Regions from separate parts of the Mus musculus genome. Here region 1 is linked to region 2. Evidence: chromatin contacts called from public HiChIP or PLAC-seq data. All regions are on one chromosome and are shown on one strand. The core of a region is the stretch at or near the end of the contact, and the rest is flanking DNA. Distances in the headings are between cores, read along the strand shown.

Region 1 (5,105 bases), core at 2,395-4,894, 45 kb after region 2:
AAAATAAGCACTGTAATCATGACATAACTGGGGTCAGTGATTTATGGATTTCAATATAGTAGTAGCTGCATATGATTGAAAATTTACTAGGTCACTAGTGCACCAAAAATTTTATTCACAGCCTCCAGGCATCTTTTGAAATGTGCAACAAAATAAAAACCTCTGAACCTGTTTTGACACTGCAGACTCCGTGGATGACATGCCAGCCCAGTGAGTCTCATTTAAATGTAAATGTGTCATAAACTTTTGTCCTGTAGTCTTAAAATACCATGGACTTGAAGGGACAGTGCATGTGAAACTGATTTACATATCAAAGTAGAAAAAGGGCCAGTAATAATGAAGCTTGGATTCTTTTATTTTTCAAGCTGGAAGCCGAAGCTGTTCCTGAAGTATCTGAAAAATATGAAATTAGCTCTGTCCCCACCTTCCTGTTCTTCAAGGTAAGGATGAAAGAGGCGCCAGAGATGGTCCATCAGGAGGCTCCTGGGACTGTATGTTTTGGTTCTTTTATCCTTTCCTAACCTCCTTGGTTGCTCCTGGCCTTGTACCTTTCTCTGGTACTCTCTCTTTTTTTTGCACCGATGAAGATCATGCTGGTTGCTTGCCATGGGCAGTGGGCAGCCCACAGCTAGAACTGGAGCCTCCCGACCAGTCTTCTCCTGCAGACTCATACTCTCTGACCCAGGTTCGAAGTGGGTTATTGAGGACATGTGCCTGGATGTGAGGAGACATCTGGCTGGTTCTAGTTGATTAATGACTCCTTGGGAATCGAGTGCAAATCTGTGCTTCAGGGCACCCACGGGTATTATTACCACTTACCACAGCTCTCCAGAACTTCATTTGTGTTCAGTAGGTCTATTCAAGCTGCGATTACTTTGAGATGCCTGCTTCCCCAGCATGCTCCAAAATGAGTGTTTCTAAGTGAGAAGCAGTGCAAGCAGTTGCTAATCATACCCTCTCACTGTCGCTCACAGGGATGCCTTTAAAATGGGCTTTAGGTACTTTCTATAACCTTGGAGTCTAAAGTGTAGATGAAGGTGAAGAAATGCCACTTTATTCTAAATGACATTTCAAACTTCAGAATTCTCAGAAAGTCGACCGGTTAGATGGTGCACATGCCCCAGAGTTGACCAAAAAAGTCCAGCGACACGTGTCTAGCGGAGCCTTTCCTCCTAGTACTAATGAACATCTTAAAGAAGACCTCAGCCTTCGCCTGAAAAAGCTGACTCACGCTGCCCCCTGCATGCTGTTCATGAAGGGAACACCTCAAGAACCACGCTGTGGTAAGAAGCCGATCCTGATGATTGGAACAGAATGTCCTTGCCTGCATGGGTGCTGTTGATGTGTAGAGTTAGGCTGGTCACTCCCTGTGTCATGCCAGTCATCTAGCTGTCAGTGTCTGTATACAGAGGACATGGGAGCCGGAGGGAGTGGGAGGGAGCCAGAGGGAGCGGGTCTTTGGAAGTAACTGGGTTCGAGTTTTCTCTGTTTCCTGTCAGAGTCATCAGGTACAAAGATAACTTGCTCATGTGGTAGTTGAGCTGGGGGAGGGATTAGGTTCCAGCTATCTGTCATATTGCGTCTCTATTAATGGGTCTTTGGCCTATATAGGTTTTTTAAAAAGGTGTGTGTGTGTGTGCGTGTGTATGTCTTTGTGTGTATATGTGTCTCTTTGTATGTGAGCATAGCATGTAGGCCCAAGAGGCTAGAAGATGATGTTGGATTCTCTAGAGCTGCAAGTAGAGGCGGTTGTGAGCTTCCCAACATGTGTGCTGAGAGTGAACAACTAGTACAAGCACTCTTAACCTCTGGGTCATCCCTGCAGCCCAGTCTGTCAGGGTGTGCATGTGGTTGTGCGTGTGCGCATGCCAGAGAGGACATGGGAGGTTCTTTGTCAGTTTCCACCCATCATTTGAAGCAATGTCTGGAACCTGCTAGGCTGGCAAGGCCCAGTCATATTCCTGTCTCCATCCTCTGGGAGCTGGAGTTAAAATTGTGTACTGACTCAGGGGTTGGTTGTTATGTGCACGCTGGGATATAACTCCGGTCTTGAGGGTTGTGTCGAAGCACTTTTCTCTCCTGAGCATCTCTGGCTTGTGTACTTTGCTCTGAACAGTTTTCTTTCTTGGCAGCCTCTTTCTCATCTTTTTGTTTAGATTTCATAATTTAACAGCTTGAGGGCTTTCTCATTGGGGCCTGAGCCTGCTTTGTCTTCCTGCTTCCCGTCTTGTTGCGTGATGCCATTTTTCATCCACTGCTGTCACTTCCAGTGGATAGCTGTCAGTAGATTACAGATCACTGAGTCTGGCTTATCGTTCCGCGCACTCTGAGCGTGAGGGTGCGTGTACTTTCACCCTTAAGTAAGCTCTGTAATCATCTGCCCCTTACCCCCTGGAATTGAGCTTATGTTGTTTTCTTTTTACTGTGTCTACTACAACATTATTATGCTACATAATTGGGTTTTTAATGCCTTTGATGATTGTGTTGAGACTCTAAGGGTGTTTATTTATTTCAGCTGCACTAGAGGGGTTTATTAAGATGGGTGACTGGCAGTAGAGTTGGGGATGCTGTTGACAGGGTTACTGTGTCCAGTGTGACTGGAGAGAGCTGTGCTGCCATCTGAGTGGGCTCTACGCTTCCTTCCTCTCTCTCTCTCTCTCTCTCTCTCTCTCTTTCTCTGTGTGTGTGGTCAGGAAACAGTTTATTTCATTAACAGTAAAGGATCTTGTTATGTTCTATTAAAAAGATGAAGAAGTGATGTGATTCCTTCTCGCTTCCTTTCTGTCTGAAAGGTTGCCCGGGCAGTGTCCTTTTGAGTCAGCCTTCCTGGGTCTGCCCTTGAGTGAAGTAGTGACAGGGAGCAGATATGGTGCTTTTTTGTTACTTTATTTTTATTTATTTTTTAAATTTATTTTATGTATGTGAGTACACCATCACTGTATTTACACACATCAGAAGAGGGCATCAGATCCCATTACAGCTGTTCTGAGCCACCATGTGGTTGCTGGGAATTGAACTCAGGACCTCTGGAAGAGCAGTCAGTGCTCCCAACCACTGACCCATCTCTCCAGCCCCTGATACTTTATTTTTAATGAGGGTTGGAATTATTGCCCTCTCTGGTGCTTCATCTTGTCTAGATGAGGACGTTTCTTATTCCAGTCTAAAGGGCAATAGGAAGGCCTGTAAAATAGTAAAAGCCTCCATGGCAGGTTATACATAGCAAACTGTCTATGCAGTACCCTAGTCTTTTTTGAAACTCAACAGTACCACTCTGTAAATCTCTGCTGATAAGCTAGTGATATTGGCAGGAGGCAAAATTGGTTGGCATAGTGTTACCAGGCAGCAGAGGTGGGGTGCTTGTGTCACTTGCTGGCTTCAGCCCTGCCATTGAAGTTGGCCCTGCTCAGGAACTAGGTACAAGCTAGGTACTAGAAGTACCTTGGCTTTCAGCTGCTCTGGAGGGTGCTGGCTGGGGCTTGTTACCGAAGGTCTTTCAGTGCAGGGGCTTTCTAATATTTCAAACATCAGTGGCAAACAGAAGTAGTCATTTTTAGAAATTAACTTTTAGGTTCGTATACATTGGACTGAGAGAGGATCTTTACCCCTCCCCCATGCTATCTCAAGCCTCGTCCAGTTCCAGCTGGTTCTCTCCCTTCCTTTGCAGCTCTCTGCTGCTCTCCTGTTGCCTGTGTTTCACCCTCTGCTTCCCTTGTCAGAGCTAGCGCCTCTTTTCCTCCTTCTCAGAATTGTGACATTCCCTATGCATGTGGATGCGTGTGCGTGTGCGCGCACACACACACACACACACACACACATACACACACACACACGCACACACGCACACACACACATACACACACACACACACACGCGCACACACATACATACACACACACGCACATACACACACGCGCACATACACACACATACACACACATACACACACATACACACACGCGCGCACATACACACACATACACACACACACACACGCACATACACACATATGCGCACACACACACACACACACACACGCACATACACACACATGCGCACACACACACACAGGTGCTCATATACAATTTTAAATCTAGTTTCTGCATACAAAAGAAAATATGTTACTTGTCTTTCTGAATTTGGCTTATTTAGAAATAGTGTATTTCCCTAAACTGAATTTCTGACCTATTGAGGTTTTTTATGTTGTGACAATCAGACTACAAATAGAATAAAAAAAAATTTAGATATTTTAGAGCAATGAAAAACAAGATATTTAGGCATTTAGATAATGAAAAAAAGGTAGAATGTTAGATGCATAAAGATTTAGCTGCTAGTTCTTCTAGTTCTTCTTAGGTGCCGCCTTTTTGTTTTCTAACAGTTCTGCGCCTTTTCCCCTGATACTTAGTTTCTTTTTACGTGTCTTCCTTCCTGGTACATAGAGCAAAGGTGTGTGGCTTCACTTCTGTTCTTGCTTGCTGAGCTGCCTAGTATGGAACGATCTCTGTTCCATATTGACACTCCAGTGAAGAGTGTGTGCTAGCCCCTTCATAAAACACAGGTCATCTCTGAAATCAAGTCGTTTCTCAGATGCAGCAGGGGTGATTTTGAGAGCACTCTGCCACTCAAACTGCTTTGCTCCTGGCTCAGCATCTGTTGTGGAGCAGGGGTACACTTGCATTTGAATCGGTGGCCCTGGCCTTGGTTTGTGTTACCCAGAAAACTTTAACATTTGTACTCCATATCCAAGAAAGTGGGAAACCGTTTCCAGAGCCTGTCTGTTCTAGAGCAGTAGAGGCTACAGCTGCCCCTTCTGCTCTCTGGATTCCGTCTGCAGAGTTTATGGCGACTTAGAAGCACAGCCCCGGGTCGCCTGTCTTCTGGCTTCTCAGAAGGATAGGAAGAGAGCTTGCTTACTTTCGAGGAGGTTTTCAGAATCATTGAGGTTCCTTAGCAGGGTAATGAGGTTTTTGGGGGACTCCCAGCTATTGTGGGTAAAGCTCTGGTAGATGTTTGCCGTGGGAGCTTTGGGAGTCGGATGCAAAGCACAAGTGTAGAAATACTCTTAGGGTCTTTTAGGTAGTTATTAAATGTGGCAGTTAGGCTTATTA
Region 2 (5,246 bases), core at 2,253-4,752:
AACCTAGATGTGGGAGCCGATGCAGAGGCCATGAAGGGGTGTGCTTACTGACTTGCTCCCCATGGCTTGTTCAGTCTACTTTCTTATAAAAATGTAGGACCACCAGCACAGAAATGGCATCACCTACAATAGGCCAGGCCCTCCCCCTTCAATCACTAATCAAGAAAATTGCCCTACAGGCTTGCCTACAGCCTGGTCTTATGAAGGCATTTTCTCAGTTGAGATTCCATCCTTTCAGATGACTTTAGCTTTTATCAAGTTGACATAATACTAGCCAGCACAGCTGTACAAAGTGCAGAAGTACACAGTGCACAGAGCTGTGGGCAGAAGCTGGAAACTATTCTCAGCTCTACAAGGAACCAAACAAATGCATTTGCATGTGAGCACCAGAGGTGAGGGAGGGGGAGGACAGAAAGCCTCTGCACAAGAAGCTACATAACTAAGCCACTCTGGATTATTAGATAAAAGGCTAAGAAGCAGCCAGGGGACCACCTTGGGTATCATTTATCAGGCACCATCCATCTTGTTTTTTGAGACAAAGTCTCTCACTGGCCTACAGCTAACCAAGTAAACTAGGCTGCTCTGATCAACTAGCCCCAGGGATCTGCCTGTCTCTGACTCCCCAGAGACATTTGCGGTTACAAATGTGGCTTTTTCATTTGATCTCTGGGGATTGAACTCACTTGCACCACAAGAAAGAATTTCATTGGCTAATCTCCCCAGCTCCATCTTTTTTCTCTTGTGGGTGCTGCTGGAGATTGAACCCAGGGCCTTGTGCATATTAAGTACCTACTTTGCCACTAAGCCACGCCTACCCTAGTCTTATGGTAAAAAAACAAAAGGGCTGGTGAGTTGGCTCAGCAGGTAAGAGCACTGACTGCTCTTCTGAAGGTCCTGAGTTCAAATCCCAGCAACCACATGGTGGCTCACAACCATCCGTAATAAGATCTGATGCCCTCTTCTGGTGCGTCTGAAGTCAGCTACAGTCTTCTTATGTATAGTAATAAATAAATCTTTTTTAAAAAAACAAAAGGAAACAAAACAAAACAAAAACCTCAAAGTTGCCTGCTGGTGGAATAGTGGCTATGTCTGTAATCCCAGCACTGGGGAGGCTAAAATAGGAACAATTGAGAGTTCCAAACCAGCCTGGGCTACAAAGGGGAGAAGTTTCAAGCCACTGTGGGATAGGTAGAAAGATCCTGTCTCCAAAAGTGGAACCTAAAATAAAAGTAACACTTTGTTGTGCTGACTGGAAAGATGTAGCAGCATGCATTATGTCTACAGCCTTGTAGCAGCAAGGAAAATGAAATGCTGCATACCTGTCATCTCAGCTCTGGGAGGAGGCAGCAGGTCATTCTGGGTTATGTAACAGAATTTGAGGACAGCCTCAACTAGAGAAGACTCAGTCTCAAAAAACTACTAAGAGGTAGTAAATGAGGGGAAAACCGAGTATAAACTGGTCAATATGCAAGGAGAAGAGATAGCACCATTCTGCTAACAAACTGCCTACTCCTAACCTCTTCCATGCCTAAGTCTCAACAAAGAACCATAAACTTACGTAAAACATTGAGTGCAGTTTGAAGTAAGTTTACGGTGTAAGTACATTTAAGTTTATGCAAGGAAATCAATCCTTACATTTTACCAATGAAGACTCGGGAGCCAGATGCTGGCACAAAAAGTCTCCTTGTTCAGAGACAGAGAAAACACCCAGCTGGCCTTCCTCCTCAGTCGATGTCCCAAAAGCCATGCCCCCCAAAAGCCATTCTCCCACACCTTCATCAAAGAACCCCTTTAACTGCGTGTCCTTCTACTTCCTGTGTATCTCTCTGTCCATCTTCCTGCCTTCCTCCTTACTCTCTATGACGTTTTAATACTTCTATGTTCACTTCCTGTCACCTGTTGCTTGTTCTGCCTATTGACCATGGCTGACTTTGTTTTATCCTGTTTACAACAGTCAAGCTAAAAACGTTTGCATTTAAAGGTGTGTGCTAGGGCTGTTTTCCCAGTAAATAACAGAATCTGAGGGTTGAAGAGTGTGATCAAATATCCTGCAACAATTGAGGGTTCTTTTGTTTTGTTTTATTGGTAATTTTTTTTTTGTAACTCAACTGTGCAGGTACCTAGTGAGAACTCTAGAGGTTGTTGCAATGTCAGATGCCTTGCAGGCTCAGCTCCTGGGCAGCACTTGGCACAGCCAGCTTAGCCTACCCAAAGACTTCCACCTTCCCTTAAAGGAATGCTTAACTTCCCCTTGCCTTCTCCCCAGGTTTGGGGCAGGAAGTTAGGTGTCTTCTACAGACTAAGCACCTGGGCTTTCATAGTGCTCCATTTATAGGCTTGGCAGATATGGAACCGGTCTACAGAGACCTGTCTCTTAACCAACTATCAGACTATTCAAACAATGGATTCCAAAGAAATGGTAATTTCTCCAGGAATCTCACGCCAGCGTCCCAGAGCGGCGGCTTCGAGGGGGGGGGGGTAACTTGTCTCAAAGAAAGATTTCACACAGTTCTGTCAGACCCCTTCACAAGATGACACTGAAGGTGTGGGAGTGGTGGCTCACGCCTTTAATCCCAGCACTTGGGAGGCAGAAGCAGGTGAATTTCTGAGTTTGAGGCCAGGCTGGTCTACAGAGTGAATTCCAAGACAGCCAGGGCTACACGGAGAAAGACACTCCCCGCCCCCCCCCCCCCCAAAAAAAAGGACACTGAAGCCTAGACAATGCTAGCCAGACTATACTTTTTTTTTTTTTTTTTTTTTTTTTGGTTTTTCGAGACAGGGTTTCTCTGTGTAGCCCTGGATGACCTGGAACTCACTTTGTAGACCAGGTTGGCCTCGAACTCAGAAATCCGCCTGCCTCTGCCTCCCGAGTGCTGGGATTAAAGGCGTGCGCCACCACTCCCGGCTCAGACTATACTTTTGACACGGACTTCTTAGATATTCTTGGCTCTCTATTTCAATTTTAGTCTCACTTCGGGACTCCTGAGTCAGACTAGGAGTGATTTCCTCAATCGCTTTGTTCCTCTTCGACTAGGTGTTTTAAATCTTTTCCCGCTTTCCAATTTTAACTTGGCTCTTTCAGTTTGTTTATGAGGATAGATCGCCAGAGCGGACTTGTGGCGCAAGTTGTGATCCATGAACTCCATAACACTCAGAATACTACAGCTTAAGTCAAGGGAGCACATAGCTCCTCATCTTTGCGCAAGCGCAGCGGGAGGGGCGGGACTGTCCTCTGCCTAGCTCCACCCAGGCCCCGCCCCTGGCCCCGCCTCGGCAGCAGGCTTACGACGTCCAGCCCGCCGGTCATCCGGAAGGACCTCGCCCCGGGCGCCCGCGCGCCAGCTAGGACGCCACCTCCCTCTGCCCACGCCCTGCCCGGAGCTTACCGCGTCCCCTGCCGCTGGCAGCTCCTCCGTCCTCCGCCGTCTCCAGCGGCCCGACGCCAGGCTGTCCATGCGGCTTCACGTACCGCCTCTCAGGCCACTCGGAGGCGGGAACCACTCGACCACGTGTCTGGAGAAGCCAATGAGGAGGCGTGGGGCGTAGCCTAGACTCCACTGACTGCCCTCGCAGAGGGGCTGCAGGCAGGAGTAGCCGAAACCCGAATCTCCTACGGCCTGAAGTGCGGGTAATTCTTCCAGCAGCCACAGGTCGATGCCTCGCAAGCCCAAGCCGTGAGTGGCTTGTCGATTCTCGGTTCACAAAGTCAGTCCCAAAGGGCGTTTGTTTAGGATTTGCCACCCTTCGGCAACCCTTGGTCCGCGGGAGGCACGCCCTCCTCTCCTTCCTTGTGATTGGTTACTGAGTCCTGATAAGTAGATCCACGGACCAATCGGCACGCCTGAGGCTGCGCTGGGCGTTGTCTTTGGGAGTTGCAGTCTGACAGCTATCAGTTTTGCTCTATGGTACAAGAGAACTCGAATTCTCAACCTGGCCTAGTGGGCAGAGTCCTGCTGTGATTTTGCTGGCGGGTCGAGAGCATACACAGGAACACCGTGACCTGGGGCAGGGACAGCCACAGGCGTCGGGGATACGGAGTGGCTCTCGGCCTGGCTTTACGGAAAACTACACACTTGACTTCTCAGAAGCTATGCCAGGGTTCCTGCTGCAGCTTGAATAGGCTCTCCCTCTCCTCCCTCCCTCCAGGGCCCACCGCAAAGTTCTGAACTGTTCTCTACCAAAGCTCCCAGACCCCCATGCTTTATTGACGAATTAAATTAGAGCCAGTTCTTTGGCAGTGATTGTCTAGCAGTGGGCCTGTGAACTGGTTTGAACCAGTGGGAAGTAGAGAAGCTGCTTGGAGCAGAGACCGTAAGATCCCCTTTTCCAGTTCCAGTGTAGTGTTAGCTTCCTGGGACGATGGCAGCCTTCACATCACGAGGACAGCTAGTGGCAATGCTAGTGGGAAGTGAAGTTTAACACGAGATGGATTGTCGCAATCTCGTGTCACACACCCTTCCTACCTGGTGTATCTTTGGAATTATGAATCTATTGAATTTTTTAAAAGGCTTGGCAGTGTGTCTTGGTGTTGGAGTGCTTCCCTAGTGTGTTAACTGGGTGTTGTCTAGAGGAACCAAACAGGGTCTTAAAGACAGGAAGGTAGATGGAGGAAGGAGGATCAGAAATTCAAAAGTCAGAGGCTTGTGAAATGGCTCAGCGGGTAAGAGCACTGACTGTTCTTCCAAAGGTCCTGAGTTCAAATCCCAGCAACCACATGGTGGCTCACAACTACCCAAAATGAGATCTCATAATGAGAGCCGACACCCTCTTCTGGTGCGTCTGAAGACAGCTACAGTGGTACTTAATAAAATGAATAAATCTTTGGGCCAGAGCAAGCAGGGACTGAGCAAGCAGAGTTGACCTGAGCAAGTGGGGCAACCAGAGCAAGCAGAGGTCCTAAAAATTCAATTCCCAACCACCATATGGAGGCTCACAGCCAGCTGTACATGTACTCATATACATAAAATAAATAAATAAATCTTTAAAAAAAAGAAATTCAAAAGTCATCATCATAGTGAGGTGGAGGTTAGTCTGGGCTACTAGAAACTGTCTTAAAAACAAAACAGGGGCCTGGAGATATGGCTCAGCAGTTAAGAGCACTGACTGCTCTTATAGAGGAACTGAGTTCAATTCCCAGCAACCACATGGTAGCTCACAACCATCTGTAATGGAGTCCAATGCACTCTTCTGGTGTGTGTCTAAAGACAGCTGCAGTGTACTTGTATAAATAAACATAAATAAATCTT

What was found. HiChIP or PLAC-seq counts read pairs in DNA pulled down with a chosen protein or histone mark.
Region 1: a contact with region 2 is called in an H3K27ac HiChIP or PLAC-seq map of embryonic stem cells, with 5 read pairs. The contact joins the enhancer-like site here to the promoter of 9430038I01Rik in region 2. A contact is called at or near these places in 6 of 39 promoter capture datasets (embryonic stem cells, erythroid cells, liver and 2 more), 2 of 15 datasets of contacts at CTCF or cohesin (CD8 T cells and the NIH/3T3 cell line), 22 of 484 Hi-C or Micro-C datasets (CD4 T cells, CD8 T cells, the G1E-ER4 cell line and 15 more), 13 of 115 datasets of contacts at active chromatin or transcription factors (the 230-238 cell line, CD8 T cells, the HPC-7 cell line and 8 more) and 4 of 9 other capture datasets (adipose tissue, embryonic stem cells, liver and 1 more).

What each region holds. Positions count from the first base shown.
Region 1 is chr7:137,452,332-137,457,436 of GRCm38.p6, forward strand. Glrx3 (glutaredoxin 3) reads left to right here. Exons shown (of 11, transcript NM_023140.5): 3 at 366-440; 4 at 1,082-1,283. Among named protein-coding and RNA genes, the nearest start is that of Glrx3, 17 kb to the left of the region's middle. Within about 2 kb of position 3,645, at least 9 of the 459 cell types and tissues checked have an H3K27ac peak or open chromatin away from gene starts, as enhancers often do. A contact at or near this core is called in embryonic stem cells, where this site is marked.
Region 2 is chr7:137,407,254-137,412,499 of GRCm38.p6, forward strand. 9430038I01Rik (RIKEN cDNA 9430038I01 gene) reads right to left here and starts at 3,503. Exons shown (of 4, transcript NM_029886.2): 1 at 3,387-3,503. The coding sequence starts at 3,455.